Regions from separate parts of the Rattus norvegicus genome. Here region 2 is linked to region 1. The links are chromatin contacts, called in public Hi-C maps. All regions are on one chromosome and are shown on one strand. Each heading gives the region's core, a stretch centred on a gene start, on an enhancer-like site or on the middle of the called end of the contact. The rest is flanking DNA. Distances are from core to core; before and after follow the strand shown.

What was found. Hi-C and Micro-C count contacts between places; a contact is called where the count stands out from the background.
Region 2: a contact with region 1 is called in a Hi-C map of liver, with 3 times the contacts expected there. The contact joins two enhancer-like sites. A contact is called at or near these places in 12 of 12 Hi-C or Micro-C datasets (the A7r5 cell line, the Rat2 cell line, Schwann cells and 7 more).

What each region holds. Positions count from the first base shown.
Region 1 is chr9:22,340,504-22,344,168 of GRCr8, reverse strand. All of the region lies in intron 2 of Rsph9 (radial spoke head component 9), which reads right to left. Among named protein-coding and RNA genes, the nearest start is that of Rsph9, 4.7 kb to the right of the region's middle. Within about 2 kb of position 1,543, at least 5 of the 93 cell types and tissues checked have an H3K27ac peak or open chromatin away from gene starts, as enhancers often do. A contact at or near this core is called in hepatocytes and liver, where this site is marked.
Region 2 is chr9:22,429,325-22,432,968 of GRCr8, reverse strand. No RefSeq gene overlaps it. Among named protein-coding and RNA genes, the nearest start is that of Vegfa, 22 kb to the left of the region's middle. Within about 2 kb of position 1,803, at least 6 of the 93 cell types and tissues checked have an H3K27ac peak or open chromatin away from gene starts, as enhancers often do. A contact at or near this core is called in hepatocytes and liver, where this site is marked.

The DNA.
Region 1 (3,665 bases), core at 294-2,793:
GGCACTGCATATAGGTAACAAAATACTTAAACCACAAAAAATCCCAGTCCTCAAGCAGCCATTATGCTGCATTTGCTATGTTCCCTCCCAGAGACACGTCATCAAGTCACCATGCTTTTTATTCTGCGTTTGAAAATATGGAGCAAGAAAACAATCATAAAGCAGTCGGTGTAGCTCTCACCTAATGCATGCAATGCTCTGGGTTCAAATCCCCCCCCATCACATGTGCTGGCACACACCTGTAGCCTTGACACTCAGGAAGTGGAGGCACAAGGACCGGGAGTTCAAGATCATGCTTATTTATATACAGGGTTTCAGGCCACCGAGGACCACATAAGATTCTGTCTCTAAGAAAACAAGTTAGGGAAGCAGGGGTAGCTTTCAGTCCTGTGGGAAGAATACTTGCTTAACTTCTACAAGGTCTAGGGTCCAGTCCTTCGGACCCCATAAACCAGGTCAAGTTGGAAGTCATCCTTAGCTACATAGCAAATTAATGGCCAGCTTCTTGCAAGCCTGATTATCAGAACCTGGAACACATAACAGAGCTGGATACCTGCATACAGGGACACACACCTGGAACCCCAGCATTCCTGTGTGAAATGAAAGGCAAAGAGGACTGCTCAGTTCAAGGGATGGCTAGTCTAGAGCAAACACAGCAACAGAAACAACAGAGACCTCGCTTTAAAGTGGACGTGGGCTGGAGAGATGGCTCAGCGGTTGAGAGCACCTGCTGCTCTGGGTCTGATTCCTGGCATCCACAGGTCACAACCACCTGGAACTCTAGTCCCAGGGATCACATAGCCCGCTCACAAGATGCACAGACATTAAGGCAAAACACTCACACACATAAAAATAAGTAAATTCTTTAAAGTGCAAGGCGGGAACTGACTCTAAAGTTATCCCCTGACTTCCACTTAAACCATGGCACATACTTGCCCAAACACCCAGACACACACAAAAATGAATAAAATTATTTATATATATATTATATATAAAATATATATATATATGAGGGGCTGGGGATTTAGCTCAGTGGTAGAGCGCTTACCTAGGAAGCGCAAGGCCCTGGGTTCGGTCCCCAGCTCCGGAAAAAAGAACCAAAAAAAAAAAAAAATATATATATATATATATGAAAACAATCATGTTCACTGTGCATTATTTGGATAGTATAGAAAAACATTTCAAAGGGGATTAAAATACTCATTATCCTACCTCCCAATCATTAACACATTGATATGCTGGTTTTTATCTTTTAGCATATATTTTTTTTTTCCGGAGCTGGGGACCGAACCCAGGGCCTTGCACTTGCTAGGCAAGCGCTCTACCACTGAGCTAATCCCCAACCCCATTTTTGGCATATATTTAAAGTAAAATTGCAATCATGGTTTAGGCTGAACATCACCAAGCATTTCCCCATGAGCTTATCAGTCCTTCCACAGATGATATTCCATTGTAGCTCCTGTGGGGCGGGGCAGCAGACAGGACAAGGGAGCAAACCAAGCTTGATACAGACGCCTGTGGACAGAGGCATCTGAGCTCACAAAGCCACCTATCACGTGGCTGGCTAGGGGAGGCAGAAACTAACACCCAGAACTTCCCCCCAGCCCAGGGCCCATGAATGTTGCCTCAGTGACTCGGCACAGGCCTGCAAGGGTAAGTACAGCCATCCCAGCGATAGAGAAAGAGGACCGGAGGCTCAGGAGCACGTGTTCGTCGGGTGGAAGATGTGGCTGCCCCCGAGACTACACAGACTAGACACAGACTTTGAGCACCACCCATGTTCAGGTGCAGGGCTGAGGTTTTGAATTTTTTCATTTGCTTGGGCTCCTTACTTACTTGCTGACCCCAGTGGCATTTCTAGGAACTGGCCCTTTAGATAAAGTACACACAGGTACGAAATGACGTCAGTCCAAGGCCACTTGGCACGACATGTTTGTCAGAGCTGAAACCTGGAAACTACTTTCCAGATATTGTTTAAACAGTGCACTGGCACAAAGGCCGGGCCGGCTGGCTGGGGTGCTGATAGGGAAAGGTCTCTCAAAGATAAGTTTTCATAAAAGGGGCAGTGTCCAGGCCTGTGGACATGCCACACTGCTGGTATATATATATATATATATATATATATATATATATATATATATATATTTTTTTTTTTTTTTGGTTCTTTTTTTCAGAGCTGAGGACCGAACCCAGGGCCTTGAGCTTCCTAGGCAAGTGCTCTACCACTGAGCTAAATCCCCAACCCCTATATTTTTTTAATTTATTTTATTTTGTTACCTTGTACATATGAGTGTTTTGCCTGCATGTATGTCTGTGGACCATGTGTATGTCTGGTACCCACTGAAGTCAGAAGAGTGTGTCGTGTCTGATCCCCTGGAACTAGGGCTGTAGCCAGTTATGAGCCACCACGGGGATGCTCAGACTCGAGTCAGGTCCTCTGCAAGAGCAACAAGGACTTTGAACAACTGAGTCAACTCTCCAGCCCCACACAGCCATTTTACAATTTTGTCTCAAAGGAAACACATAGAGATGCCTGGGGGTTACTTGGTGTCTAGATATAGCATTCCAGTCTTCAAAATAGAGTCAGATCATCGAGGGTCATGGGGAAATGCAGGCTTGTGATACCCGGCCTGTGATTGTGCCCTTTGAGCTCCTGGGGCAGAGCAAGGCTGCTCATGCAATAGAAGGATCTGGACCGGACAGGGACACAGGCTAAACAGTTACATAATGTCCCCTGGCAAAAAGAAAGGAAGGAAATTTTATTACATTTCTTTTAGTGCCTGTACTCAGGAACCATGTGGTGTATTATCGAGTAAAATTAAGATTAGTCCACAAGGGCTGGCCGGATGGCTCTGTGGGAATGGTACTCAACACCAAGCCTAATGACTTGAGGTCAAGCTTTAGAACTTATATAGAAAAGTAGGGAACTGACTCTGACCTCCACAGGAGAGCCCAACCCCACACACAAAAATAAATAAATGTACTTCAATGGCAGAAGACCTAATGTTGGTCCCCAGCACTGTTAATAATAAAAGCCAGGCAGTGGTAACTCTCGCCTTTAATCCTAGCACTTGGGAGGCAGAAGCAGGTGGATCTCTCTGAGTTTGAGACCAGCCTGGTCTACAGAGTGAGTTTCAAGACAACCAGGGCCACATTGGGAACCAAAATATCAATTAATAATCATGATAACAAAAACAATATCCACATGTATACATTCCCAGTCCTCAGAGCTGTCAGCATGGGTACAGGTGCAGCAGCAAAGCCCCTAGCTCCTCAGGGACCCAGGGCACACCTGGGCAGTGGTGACAATCATGACAATAGATAATCTTAGTGGAACTTGCTTTTGTTCTTCCGGGCTAGGATCACGAAGTTTTCATGTGTATGGGTGTTCTGTGTGCATGTATGTCTGTGTACTGTGTTGTGGTTTGCCTTGGAGTTCTCTCTGAATTTGTAAAATAAAGGCAAGAGCTCGAGATTTGGGCAGAGGGAGGAGTCGGGAGCGAGAGGGGAGGAATCAGGAGAGGGGAGGAGTCAGGAGGGGGAGGAGTGAGGGGAGGAGAAAGGAAGAAGCGAGGAGAGAGTTGTCGTGGGAGAAGGAGAAGCTGGAGACTTGGCAAATAAAAGGTGCAGGGATGAGGGATTTGGGAGCTAGGGATAGGACAGTG
Region 2 (3,644 bases), core at 554-3,053, 89 kb before region 1:
GGGGGTACCTGATATGACAAGACTGCTCTTAAAAGTAATCTGTCCAGACCCAAACTTAAGCTCGGGCAGAGTGCCTGTGTGTGCCCAGCCCTGTGGAGGGGCTGCCAGGCAATTAAGAGATGTTATGAGTTGTCCCTTCCTTAATAAAGCTTGAAACCGAGTTCTGGAAAGATGCCGGGACTCTGCCCAACCAGCCGTGTACCTTTGCAAGAACCACATCTCCCTTTTTCCCCAAATGCCACCATTCCTGCCCCAGCGCCACTCCCCTGCAGAATGGAAGATCCTCTCACTGTCCCCGACTACCTCACGAAGGAGCAATCCTCTTCTTTGATGGACGCTCCTTTGCATGTTACTGCTGTTCAGTTTTGACAGTGCCAAACGACTCCCTCGTGTCCCCCTCTACCACTCATTTCCCTGCCTCCCCAGTATCTTTGCGGACACTTCGGTGTTTGCGAATGCTGTCTTGCCCCAGCCCTCCTCTCCAAACAGCCCAGGGGCATGGCCAGGGTGGGGTGGGGGTGGGGTGGTATCACCATCTGTATCTTCTCAGCAGTCAGCCTCCCCCACGTCCCATCTGAGTTGGGAGGGGGCAATTGCTGAATCAGGATATTCCTTGCATTCCCTCCCCTCTCCCAGGCAGGACCAAATGTCACACACCCGCCTGAGTGACCAACCTCACTCCAGTGTCTAGTCTCAGTTCAGAGGCTACTTTTCCCACATGGACCCCCTCATACCCCAGAAGAGGCTCAAGGAGTTGGGGATGGGGGGGCTGGCCTTCAAGACCCTGCTTGGAGCCCAGGTGGGGTGTCACACTGCCCCTGCTGTTCCAATCTTCCTCCTCACTCCTCGTTCCCTCTCCCCCAACCACCTCACTCAGAAAACCTGGTATCACTGACTGGGAAAGGACTAGGAGCGCCTGGGGAGATCAGGACCAAACCCCCGACTGAGAATCTACGTGCATACCTGTGTGGTGGTGCGGATTACCTCTCTAGCACAATGTTTGGGGTACCTGCACTGTGCAGAAGGAAGCCCCAAGAAAGACGTACAATCCCAAAGAAACCTAGTCTGAAGAGAGAACCTTCCCTGTCTTCAAGGAGCTTCTAATCTGTTGACGGACAACACATAGAAAGGAGAGGAGGCTGGTCTTTCATGGAGGGGGACACATTAAAAGGAGCTAGAACTCAAGTTCTACCACAGAGCTCCTAGTGGGCCCGAGAGTGTGGGCAAAGTCGTGGATGGGAGTGTCTAAACTAGGTAAGGAAGACTTCCTGAAGCTGATGGGCCTGGGGAACAGGGCCATTCTGGAGGCCCAAGGCTGAGCAAGGAAAGCAAGAAGACACGTGGACAGGCCAAGGTCAAAACCCCAAAGCAAGGGCCTGCCTAGAGTACAGCTAAGCTATGGTCAGGGAAGAGAGGGCCCTGCTTCTTTCTGGCAACCATGTTGCTGTCCAAAGTGACAGCAGTCACAGAAGGCCTGTACTTGTCAGCCCAAAGACCTCCTCCTCAACCAGGAGTTCAAGGCTTTGAGTAACCTGTGCAGCCGAACAAGGTCTGTGATCTGCAGGCTCCCATACTTGATCTAATGCTGTCCAACATCCTCTTCTGCACTGGTACACCAACCCCAGAACCTTTTCTGTCTGTAGCTCTGTGGGTCTGTTTCTGCCTGGAGAAGAAAGTTAGAGTGAAGGGAAAAAAAATTCGGGAGAACAAGAAGAGAGCCTGACTCCCCACCCCCAGGCCACAGGGCGGTGACTGCCCGGAGCCCTGACTCCCTGTACACCCGGGTCCAGGGCCTGACCCTTGGCAGCCGGCAGCAGCTCACTCAGCCCACAAATGGCCTCCTCCCTTGGAGAGCCCAGCAGGGTGGTTTCACAACTGTGTGTGTTTGATGGAGCCTGTTCTTGGAAAGCCAGGGACGGGACAACTCAATTCTGGGTGTTGGAGAGGCCTGGGCCCCTGGGGTCCACAGTTGAACAATAAGCAGGCATAAGCCTTCCTGGTATGTGCGTGGAGGGGCACAAGGTTAGCCGGTGTTGTAAGTCTGGGGTTAGAGAAACAAGGCTCTCACAAATGAGCTCACCACACAGCACAACTCCTTCAGGGGGTATCACAGTCTGTTCCCACTAGAGAGGCTGCAGCTGAAGCAAGAGGAAGATGCTAAGGACATTTAGCACAGCAGACTGAGGGAGCTCTTAGGGCAGGGCCCCTCCATGGTCCATCACAGCATCTGGTTCCTCAGTAGCATGTGGTACAGGTTAGGAACCACAGACACAGACACAGTATCCTAGAGACAGGTGAGTTCTCCTTGCACAGCTAGGATCTGATCGGGTAAGACTGGACCACAGGCAAGAGAGAAGCCCAGGCCAGACCTGGTGACACAGGCCCGTCAGCTCAGGAATTCAGGAGGCTAAGGTAGGAAGATGGAAAGTTCAAGGCTGTCCTGGGCTATAAAGCAAATTCAAGATCAGCCTAGACGACTTAGACCCTATCTCAGAATAAAAAGCATTTTAAAAAGGGAGGGGTGGAGGGGAACTGAGGATGTAACTCCATTGGTAATCTCTAGTACATGAGAAGAGAAAGACTGAGACAGAGACAGACAGACCTACAGACAGACTGACAGAGAGAGAGAGAGAGAGAGAGAGAGAGAGAGAGAGAGAGAGAGGATGCTAAGGGGTGAGGCTATGCCCTGTGTACTCTGGGTAGTGGGGCATAAATTCAAGGCCTTTTTTTGGTCCTCTGCTGGTGTAGGTGAGAAAGGACTGAGGGTAGGGCCACCCCAGTGTTCCATCACAGTGCCTGGCTCCCCAGTAGTGTCAGGATGATCAATGAAGGGGAGGGGTCTAACCAAATATGGAGGAGGGACAGCCATCTACCTCTTCAAGCTGATCCACAGAAAGAAGGCCCTGACTCTCAGTCAGGACCAAGGTCTCTGATATTCCACCTTGAACAGCTAAGCCTGGGTGCTCTCCACAGAGAAGGCCAGCCTGGCCTGTGCACTAAAGGGGGGATTCAGAGGCAGTGATTTTTCAGGTTAACTGGTGACTGAAGCCAAATCCTGCCTTTCTAACTCCCTCTAACATCTCCAAAGGTCCTAAGGGTGCCACAGGTTTCACATGTGTTTTGGAGTCTCCAAGCTGTGTCCTATACGTGCCCGGCCCCTCTACCTCGAACCCTTCAAGTTCCCAAAGACCTCAGAACAATGCAAGATTCAATTCACAACCCTCTTAGTCTTCGTGAGTTCTCTCTTGCTGTGTATAGACATACCATGACCAAGAGCAGTCTGAGGAAGAATACATATGTCAGCTTACAGGGTACAGTCAGTCAAGGGAAGCCTTCGGAAACTGAGGCCAGGGGTTGAAGCGGAAACCATAGAAGAAATCAAGACTGTCTTAGCCAGGTGTGGTGGCGCACACCATTAATCCCAGCACTGGGGAAGCAGAGATCGGGCAGGTCTCTTGAGTTCGAGGTCATCCTGAGCTACAGATCGAGTTCCGGGACAGGACTGTGTATATGTGAAGAGACCCTGCCTCAAACAAACAACAAAAAAGCCCAAAACAGGTAAGACAGCCTCTCACACACCTAGGCAGTGATCTGACAGAAGTAATTCTTAATTCTTCACCTGAAATTTCCTCTTCCCAGGTTTC